Regions from separate parts of the Macaca mulatta genome. Here region 2 is linked to region 1. A link is a contact called in public Hi-C data. All regions are on one chromosome and are shown on one strand. Each heading gives the region's core, a stretch centred on a gene start, on an enhancer-like site or on the middle of the called end of the contact. The rest is flanking DNA. Distances are from core to core; before and after follow the strand shown. Region 1 overlaps CHN2 (chimerin 2). Region 2 overlaps CHN2 (chimerin 2).

Region 1 (5,300 bases), core at 1,919-4,418:
AGTGCCTTAATCTTACTGAATGCATTTAACTATAAGAGGTCTATATATATATATATATATATATATATATATATATATGTTTTGGAGCCAGGAGGTAAAGGATGACAGCTGTATTCCAGCAGTGGCTTCTGGGTTATTTCCCATGTCTGCCCGGTAACCAAGATGCTACATTCCTACCCATTTCAGTAAACACTAGAGGTCCCCCTTTTCTGATTTAACACCATCATTTTAAAGAAGGGTAGTGTGGATTATTGGATTAAAATTAAAGTGAACCTGAACTAGCTAAGCTTTCTCGATAATGGTGACAAGTAAGGTGAGCGGGAATGAAGGACAGCAGAGGGTGGCGGGGAGCTGATGGGTGTGTTCTAGTTCTTCTGAGGATGATGGCAGCTGCCAACTTAAATGCAGCACCAACATCCACTTACCCAAGCTCAAAGGCAAGGCAGGAATGAGCTGCCAGCCGAACTGGAACATCCAGAGACAGAGGCAGGCCGAAGGGCAGCTCTAAGAGAGGCTCAGATCTGGCCTCAGGACTCAGCTTCTCTCTCCCCATCTCCAGGCTCTACTTTCTCTAGGCTCCATTCTCAGGCTCTATGGGGTGGTGGGAAGGATTCAGCAGCCCAGGCTCTACTTCTTGTCTAATTGAGCCAAGCAGAAAGAGGGTGAAAGGCCTGGTTCCTGGAACTCACAGTAAAAGTCTGTTGTGTTCCCCTGGCTCTGACTTGACCACATGGCCACCCTTGAACCAACCACCCTAGCCAGGTACATGGGGTCCTTCCATGTGGCCTTGAATCAGAAATCCACCTCTGGGATTAGTGGGCAGATGTGACTCCACCAGAAGCTCCTAAACTAAGGTGGCTCTGGGTGGCAAAAATGACAGCTACTCACTGTGGGGGTGGAGTGGGAAGACTGCCACATCCTGATGAAATAGACACAAAGATGGCAGCTGGAGAAGCCCAGGAGAGGTAAGAAAGTGGGTGACACCCCGTATGAGGCCAAAGAAGGAAAATAATGGGCTCTGCTAAAATTGTGTGTCCTCCTTCCAACCCTCCTGGTTCAATGTAGCTTTGAGCTTTGGTATTTCCTCTGTACAGGGAAGAGAATGAGACCCAGTCGGCGGCTCCTCATTCTCCGTACATATCAGAACCACACCTGCAAAACTGTTTCCCAATGACACAGGCCCTAGGCTTGTGTTGAAGTCTAAATTTAGGCTTGTGTACTTGGTGTGTAGTTGATGTTAAATAGTGATACACAGGTGTTTGGAGATAGAGAAAGGTTTATTTGATTTGATTAAAGAGAGAAGGTAGGAAGGCAGATTTTAAAAATTTGTTTTAATAAAAACTAGAAATGGGGAATTTTTAACGTGGCTAGAGAGTAAGAGAGGAGATTTAGGGAATTGAGGAGGAAAGCCTGTGTTTTTAAAGTTTTAGATAATATTTTAAATAGAGCATTATATGTGGCATTCTTTAAAAACTTCTCAAATTTATAAATCAAAATTTCAACTTTTACTTTGTCTCACTACTTTCAACTTTTTCTCCCCTTACAAAGGTCTAAAATAATAACTCTGTCCTTCAGCTTTTTCATCAACTCCTATAGCTTTTTCCCTCCAGTTTCTTCAAAAACAAAAATACAAAAGAGACAAACTCCCCTAATTAAAAAAAAAAAATTAAAAAAGTCAAAAGTCAAGTATAATCTCAACATCCCATACTCAACAAAATACCCAATTTAGGTGACGGGCTAAGATTCCTCAAACAAGAGTCTCTACTTCAACACTTACCAACTAAAAAACTAAGTGCCAATAGATGACCCACAGACGTAAGTAAATATACTCTCCATTTCTCACCTCAAATCTATTTAATTAAAAAAAAAAAACCTTTAATCAAGAGAACCGCAAATACATATTATCTTTTATCTTTTTAACATATCATCCCACCTAGACTAATACACAAACATTAATATTTTATTCACAGCCAAAAACCACCATATAATTACTAAAAAGACAGAAACAGCCCATCAATTTCACCTTAAAAATAAAAGTAATCACCCTACATCTACCAACACTGTTCCTACAATTAAGCCAAACTAAAATATAAACAAGAGACTACCCTGACTTAAACATTATAAAAATTATCTTCCAGAATAAATTATTTGAAAGTCCCATGGTTAAAAAGCCTCGATAAAATTCAAAACATTCAACAACCCCAGAGAGATCCCTAAAATTAAAACTCATATAGACTCAGCCTGTTGTCCCCCCACCGCCTAGTGAGAGCCACTGGGAAGAGCTCTGAGGTTGGGCTCAGGGCAGGCGCTCGGTGGGTCAGGTCCAGAAGAATGCCTCCTCATCATAGCCTGTGCAGTCCCCATAGGTGGACAGCAGTCCCAGGTGACAGCGTCATTTACCTCCTGCAGTCAAAGGTGATAAAAGTGGTGGGATGATTCCTCTCAAACACCTCTCTGGAGATGTAAAAACATAAACATCTTGAAAAACTGGGCTCTTCATCAAACTGTGGCCCACCAATGTTTAGGGATCCCCAAGATCCCTTCAGAGAATACATTATGCCAAAACTGATTTTATTACATTAATTGCCTTCTGTGACTGACATTGCAACTAACCTTTAAGAAACTACCACTTGTTGAATTGTTGCCTAGTATATATTTCAAAGCCCACATTTACCTGAAAAGGCTATAAGAACATTCCTCTTTTTCCCATCTACACATCTGTGTGAGGCCAGAGCTTCTTCCTATACTTCAAACAAAACAATATATCCCAGGTTGAATACAGGAGCAGATGTGAGAAGCCAGCTGTCTTCTTTTAAGGCAGACATTAAAGAGAGTTACAAAAACGTAAAAACAATGCCAATATCCTCATCACTTTTTTATTTGGAAAACTGTTATTTTTCATGAAAATGTTATTCATACGAACACATCTATTACCATTTGTTTATTACTATTATGTTGAAAGAATTAATAATTTTTTTATTTTTCTATTTTACTTTCTAATACAGTAAATATCAAGATTTAACCCACACAAACAGAAGCTCTTTGGGGTCCTCAGTAACTTTAAAGGGTTCTGAGGCCGAGAAGTTTGAGCACTTCTGGACTAGAATTAGATTCCTGGGATGATTTTTACAAGTCCTAGGCCCACAGAGCTGCCCACATGCTTATACAGAGAAGGAGCACAGGCTACAGGAAGACACCCCCAAGCCATTGTGCAGCCTTATCTGTGCTATAAAACTTGAGGGAAGTGGGATGACTCAGTGGGTTCATTGCTGAAAAATTTGTTCTTGGACATTTTCAACACGTTGGGTTTGGTCCTTTGTGTCATCAGCATGCAACTCTCCTTTCAGCCACAAGATGGCACTATTTGCATAGCAAATACTTTCTCGGGGGCTGCGTCTCTAAATTAGCTGTTTCCTAGAGAGATTTTGGATGGGGACAAGTAAGGAGGGTTTGGCGTTTGGCCCATCATATCCCTCCACACGCTGAATGTATTAGGATGACTTTCCTCTTCTGTTCCTCTTTGAAAACACCGATATTGAGGAACTGGTAAAAAGAGATTCTTTCTAATATCCACCCAAAGAAACCACTACCGGACTCCTAAGAGACAGGCTAACTTTTCCTTGCCCCTTCATTAAATTCTTTAATCCTACTTCAGTTAATTGTTTCCCATCATTTATATTTCAGGCAATAATCTCGGGAAAGAAGCCATGAAAAGGGAGCAAAGCCAAACCCTGAACCAGCACAGGTAACCGTAACCACCAGAGTTAACTGTGTGAAGAATGTTTTCCCAGAGGACTTTTCATGAGTTGTGTAAAAGTAGAGAAAGAAGGCTAGGGTCTAATTTACAACATAAAAGAGCCTCAGGAATATAAGAGGCATGGGAAAAAGTGGGACAGGTGTCCTTGAAAGAAAATGCTCCAAAATGTCTGATCACCTTTACTCTGTTGCCTCCCCTTCCATCTAACCCAGGTTCTCAAGCCCTGCATCTGACAATCACCCGGGGAGCCAAAAAAAGACAGGTGCTTTCACCAGTGAAGACTTTGATTCCATAGCCGGGTGGGGCCAAACATGGGCATTTTTAATATACATTTTTAATGTTATTTATTTTTTTTGAGACATAGTCTCACTCTGTCGTCCAGGCTGGAGTGCAGTGGTGTGATCTGGGCTCACTACAACCTCCACCTTCTAAGTTTGGGTGATTCTCCTGCCTCAGCCTGCAGAGTAGCTGGGATTCAGGCATGTGCCACAGTGCCTGGCTAATTTTTTTTGTATTTTTAGTAGAGATGGGGTTTCACCACGTTGGCCAGGCTGGTCTTGAACTGCTGACCTCAAGTGATCCGCCAGCCTCGGCCACCCAAAGTGCTGGGATTACAGGCATGAGCCACCAAGCCTGGTATTTTTTTAAAAGCTCCCAGAGTGAGTCCAACCTTCAGCCAGTTTGAGAACCACCAAGCCAACCAAATCAGCAATTGCTCAGACTGAGTGATAAATCCCAAATCATTAGGGAATTCTGGCTTAAATCAATGCTTGGTAAAACCCAGTTTCATGAGCAGATGTAATCTAAGTTAAATCCATTCTCACTGCATCCTATCCCTCCCCATTTTATAACTGTGAGTGGAAGGGCAGGAAGTTGGCTGGTCAGCATCATCACGGTACCCGTCACCTACTATAATAGCTAAGTTATGCTCATCTTCATTTACCCTTGACTTTTGAGAAAAGACTGGGTGTGTCAGTTACATGTTATTTCCAAAGAACCTCCTGCAGAGAAAATCTATAGGTTCTTTAGACCCTGTAACGCAAGCGATCTTTTCCAGCTCCACAACGCTTTCTGCATTAACAATTCAGGCTCTTTCTCTGGCAAATGAATACACACCTCTGCTTGGTGAAGCACAATGGGCAACATCATGTTTGAATCTACTGTCGTGAATCAAGTGACCAAGCCTCTCCACCCCCTAGGACCAAGACCCCCTCCACAATGGCACAGTTGTGGGTCCCATCCAAAAAAAGGCCTCAACAAGCTTAACTCTAAGATAGCTGCTAAAAAGCATCCTTTTCTATCCAAGCCTCCTCGGTGTCACTGAAATACTTTCTATGCTATTGAGCCGGGTGCCTCAGTTTCCCGTCCTGCAAAACAGAAGGGTTGCACGACATGGTCTCCACGATTCCCCTGCTCCTTCAGACTCCCGCTGCTCCTGATGCTACAAGAGTTGGTGGCCAGATCTTAGCCCAGTAAAGGAAGGAGCACATGCTGAGAGAAGGTGCGGGAGATGCTGAGGCACCCTCTTGGTGAATTTGAGATA
Region 2 (5,300 bases), core at 1,412-3,911, 160 kb after region 1:
GTGAGAAGCAAATTTCTGTTGTTGATAAGCCACCTAGTTTAGGATATTCTGTTATAGCAGTCTGAATGGACTAAGACATGTACTTAAGTTACGTGAGCTATGTTTCAGCCATGGATGTGCCTTATTTACCTTTGACTCCACAGCACCTGCAAGCAGGTGCTCAATGACCCCTGTGAGCCATATGGATCACACATCAAACTCATCACTTACTAACAGGAAGATCAGTGAATAGAAACTATGCCAATGATGGCTTTACTTTGACCCTTCACTCCTTGGAAACAAGGAGGGAAGAAGTTCTGATGGTCTCCCAGAAGACTATTCTGGTTTAGCAACTACCAGCAAACAAGTCCCTCTGAGACTGTCCACTCCACATCAGTGCCCACCTACCCCCACCCCTCCCAGCCACGCGGACCAGGACCAGGAAAGAGACAAGAGGTCTCTGGGAACCTCTCTTGTTCTGCCTGAGACAAGAAGCAATTCTCTCCAAGCAGCATAAATCCCATAGGTTGATGTCATCGTGGGTGTTGCCACAGACTCTTCTAGAAAGCAGGGGAAAGTTGCTTTACACTAGGGGTCTTCCTCTTGGTAACACAACTTCCTTGGTATGTTACCAAGACTTTGCCAAGTGCTCTATGGATGTTTGTTGAATGAAACAAAATTCCCTGGTCACGTTTTATTAGATATCCTTACCTCACCCTTAGAGCCTTCCTAATGGAAAAGAAGATGAAGTTGGCATTAATGCATTCATTTTGCCTACGTGTACAGAGTCCCTCATTATCAGGAGCCCAGCAGCAAAGGCTTCAACAAGGAAATATCCAAGACATATTTGAAGCATGGAAAGCATTTCCACAGGCTGAGAGGTGTGGAAGAGAAGTGTTTCAAGTGGCCCGAAGAGCAGAGTAAAGGCATGGAAATACGAAAGTAGTAAGTGTGTGCACAGGGTGCTGCCAGTCCTTGTCATACAGTCCCAACCAGGGAGGCAATGTCAGTCCTGGAATTAGCTCAGGTTCTCAAGCCAGGCATCCATGTACCGGCTGTGTGGCTTTGGGCAAATCCCTTAAATTCTGTGGCCTACATCTTTGTTATCGGTAAAATAGAGATGATAATACCTTGCAGAGTTGTTCTAGGAATGCATAATGCACGTAAAGGATGTGGTTAAAAATGCATAAAATAAATGGAAGATATTATCATTATCATTATTACATTATAAGCTTCTTGAAAACAGACTATTTCTTACTCTTACTTGTCCCCACTGAAATACCTGCCACCTTGTTTTGCCCAAATTCAAAAGATACTAAGTATGTGCTGACTTAAATTTATCTCCTTGCCACTTTATTTCTATTACCGTTCCTTGGTTTCTGTTTTCCTCTTTAAAGAAATGTTCACTACCTTTTGTTAGCCTGATTAGACACTGAAGAGAGTCCATGGACACTGGATGCTTGAAACACAGATCCTATCCACTTTGTATTTACAGATTAGTTAAGGACCGCTTGAAAAATCCACAGTCAACTGTAATAAATAGTAAAGTAATAAAGTTCCCATAAAGAAGAAATTCTATGAGGCTCAGAGTCTTAATAAAAAAAAATAGCGCGGTTGTGGGCGCCTGTAGTCCCAGCTACTCGGGAGGCTGAGGCAGGAGAATGGCGTGAACTCGGGAGGCGGAGCTTGCAGTGAGCCGAGATCGCGCCACTGCACTCCAGCCTGGGCGACAGAGCGAGACTCCGTCTCAAAAAAAAAAAAAAAAAAAAAAAAAAAATAGGTAGGATTTTAATAAGCAGAGAAGAGGGAAAGACAGAACGCATTGCAGGTAGAGATTTTACTGAAGAAATCAATACAGGAAAGTGTGGGGCATATTCAAGAAACCATAGGTAATCTGGCCTGGTCAGTATGAACAAGAAATTGAAGACACAGCCTGAAAAGTAGTGTAAAGCCAGACTGAGAGAGAGCTAAAGACCAAGATGAAGATTCAGTACTTATCTCATGAACAATGGACAGCCACAAGTGATGGGGCCTGGGATCACAGAGTTTGAGATCTGGAAGGTTCATATAGAGGGAGAGTTCACACCTCCTTAAAAGACTGGAAAACCGAAGCAAGGGAATTTAACTTGCTCAAGGTTACTCTGCTCATTATGGCAGAATTGGGATGAAAACCCCAGTTTCCTGATTACCAGTCAAGATCTGTAAGCTCCATACCAGGGAGATGACAATACATGGCGCACATGTAGTACCAGGGAGATGACAACATATGGCACGCACGTACACCACTTCCTTTTTCCTCACCCAAGGCAGATATTTCTAATCGATTGGGGCTCCTTCCTGGTGGTGCAGGTCCAGCCTCACCATCCTCAACGCAGAGCTTCAGTATCTGCCGACAGTCGGCGCTGCCCCTAGAGGTGAAACCTATCAGACTTCAAGCCCTCACTTTGCTGCCTTAATACAAAAATGCTTGCTTTGAAATTCCCACAGAGAATAGCAGAAATGACTGAGGGAGGACTCAGTCACTTACAAGAGTCACTTGGTTGGTGCATCCCTCTGTGTGGGAGGTGAATTTTATCTGTCATGGTCTTAGACATTCTGTCACCAGCCAATGAGAGGGGTTACCCAGGGCCACCTCTATCTGTTCTCTATGCCACCTTGTCTGCTCATGAAAATTACAACTGAGAAGCAGAAGGGGAAATCCCAGACTCGGAAATGAGAGCCCGAGAGCATCAATAAGTAAACACATCGCTTAAGATGAGGACAAGGAAAGGGGAAAGTGGGTGTGGGGAAAGAAAATAATGCATTAACCCACAGCACCATTAAATGAAACTAAGCACTTCAATGTTTCCTTTTTAGTTTAGAAACCACTAACTAAAAATGAAGAAAAAAATCAGGAAGTTCCCTCCTTAGTGTTAACAATAGAACAATCCAGTGTACTATTACAGGAGCAACTTCTTTTTAAAAAGAGAGGCACTGAATGTTCAGATCAGCCAGATCTTAACTGGTAGTTTGACTTGGGTGCACTTTGACATCTAAAAATAGAGTTGTGATGGAGATCAACTGTAATTAACTTCAGACTTATTTAAATTATGTATTCAACACTGAAAGGATACACTGGCAAGAATGCTAACAACGAATGTGGGAATTTTGGATTCTCTTTCCCTCTGTAGCATGAAGGCTTGGTGAAATTCTCCCCGACTGTCTCTTCTAATTTGTCCCACCCCAACCAGTGATGAGCACCTACCTGGAAATATTTTGCAAAAAAATTTCTGGAGTATTTTAAGATCCTTCTCATTCAAAATCTGTACAACATACACAAAGTAAAATTATAATAAACTATTATAAACTCCCTACTTTATAATAAACTGATAGATCAAAATCTGAATGTAAAAATAGGCAAATGAAGATATTGTCATATAAACGGTTTTATTCATTTCCCCAAAGGACTCCCCATAGACTCCCCTTGGAAAAAAGAGGGCATGCAGTTTAGATGATTCAACTTAGAAAACTCTGACTGCTCCTCAGTTTTTCAGGATTACACTCGTGACCCAAAGTGAAGTGCATCTACATTCAGTAGACTATGATGGTTTCAAATTGGGTGGAAAATGCCAGGAATAGAATTGTTCTATGAAAAATGAGGCATAAGAACAAAAGAAGTCGCATATTTTTAAAAGGTTGCTTTTTTTGTTCTTGGAGTTTTACCGTAACATTAAAAAAATTGAGTTCCATTTTTTGAAAAGTAAAATCCTCCCCATGCCGTATTTACAAAACTTAGTAATTGACTGATTAGATTAAAATAGAATTCTAATAGAACTAAGCCAGCTCACAGAAAACACAAAATACGTCCATTAAAAATTTTTCACAAATATCTCCTTCAGTGATATTTATTTGTATGCTTGCTTGTTAATTATATCAATAATTAAGGTATTAATAAAATTAATCTCTTTCCCTGCATGTGAGAGTATTTTTTAACATGTGTGGAAGGTTTAAAGCTCATTTCCAGGAAAAAAAAAAGTTGTCATGAAATAAAAAGACAAGCATTCACCCTGAGAACCACAATTACTGCTTTCCTCATAGAAATGTCATCTGAATCTTTCACGTTTTTTCCTTTTCTTTTTTTTCCAGAAGGAAAGTCAGTTCTGTATATTTTTCCAGACTACAAAGTATCTCACTTCAGGATTTTAGCATTTAAACTTGTACCCTTCTTTATCTAAGTTTGCTCTTAATTAATGTAAATAAGCATCAATGAGAAATTGCAATACTTTCTGAATATAATTGGCATTGGCATGGTATTCTATTTGGAGCCTATCCACCTGAACCCAGTTCTAGAAAGAAAAAAAAATGTGTAAAAAACTGAGAGGCCCATTCCACTTCCACCAAGACAAACTGCTGATGCCTTGAAGATGCTGCTATTGGCTGAAGGATTTCATATAAACACAGTGTTGACATCACAGCCAGTACTATACAGAGGGCAGCCACAGTTAAATGTGCAGCTCCCATAGACCTTTGAATTAAAGCAGGGTCTCTGATGATTGGCACTTTTAATTTTTACTTTCAACAATGCCAGAGAGATAGTTTTATTACAGACACAGTAGCACAGTCTCTGGTTGCTGGAGGTTTGCTATCTGCCTTCCAAAGCCTTTGGTGAGGACTGTGACGTGGCAGAAATAGATACATGTCCTATAGAGGCAGCCTACCTAGTTTCCATGCCTGTTTCTGTCACTCATAAGCTATATGACTTTTGGGCAAGTCTCTTAACTACAAAGAGAAATAAAAGAGTTACACAACCATAGGGTGGTTGTGAGAATTAAATGAGCTCTACAAATGCATCTGTGTATAGAGCCCTCGGGACAATGCCTTGCACATGGTAAACAGCATGGAAGTGTCCGATATTCTTATTATGTTCCATATCTTACATGCATAGCATGAGATCTCTAGGTAATTAATGAAGATTACATCAAATTTTCTTCTTAAGTTGCCTCAGTGGATGGTGGCTCTCCTCTTGGCATAAATTTTGGGAAAAGAAAGGAGATTTTTGTTTATTTGTTTGTTTACCTCTCAAACTAAAATTATGTTTGCCACTCAGCCCTCTAGTTTGCCACTAGCCCATCTAGCAGATGGGAAACTGTGAGGCCTCCTTTCCTCCTGCTGGACAAGTTCCTTCAGGACCTACTACCTGGCACTCTCTCCTACCCTTTCTCCCTCCCCTCCTGCCCAGCTTTGCCCTTTCCTTCACCCTTTAAGGAGAAGTGTGACTGTCACTAAGACTACAGAGTTCCTAAACTGCCCCCATGTTCTAGAAGGCTTTCCCCCCATGGTCT

Evidence for each region. A called contact is a pair of places that touch in the nucleus more often than the background predicts.
Region 2: a contact with region 1 is called in a Hi-C map of sperm, with 2.4 times the contacts expected there. The contact joins two enhancer-like sites. A contact is called at or near these places in 2 of 14 Hi-C or Micro-C datasets (liver and sperm).

What each region holds. Positions count from the first base shown.
Region 1 is chr3:98,941,168-98,946,467 of T2T-MMU8v2.0, forward strand. All of the region lies in intron 6 of CHN2 (chimerin 2), which reads right to left. Among named protein-coding and RNA genes, the nearest start is that of PRR15, 150 kb to the left of the region's middle. Within about 2 kb of position 3,169, at least 4 of the 40 cell types and tissues checked have an H3K27ac peak or open chromatin away from gene starts, as enhancers often do.
Region 2 is chr3:99,102,965-99,108,264 of T2T-MMU8v2.0, forward strand. The region is part of intron 1 of CHN2 (chimerin 2); the gene reads right to left. Among named protein-coding and RNA genes, the nearest start is that of CPVL, 32 kb to the right of the region's middle. Within about 2 kb of position 2,662, at least 6 of the 40 cell types and tissues checked have an H3K27ac peak or open chromatin away from gene starts, as enhancers often do.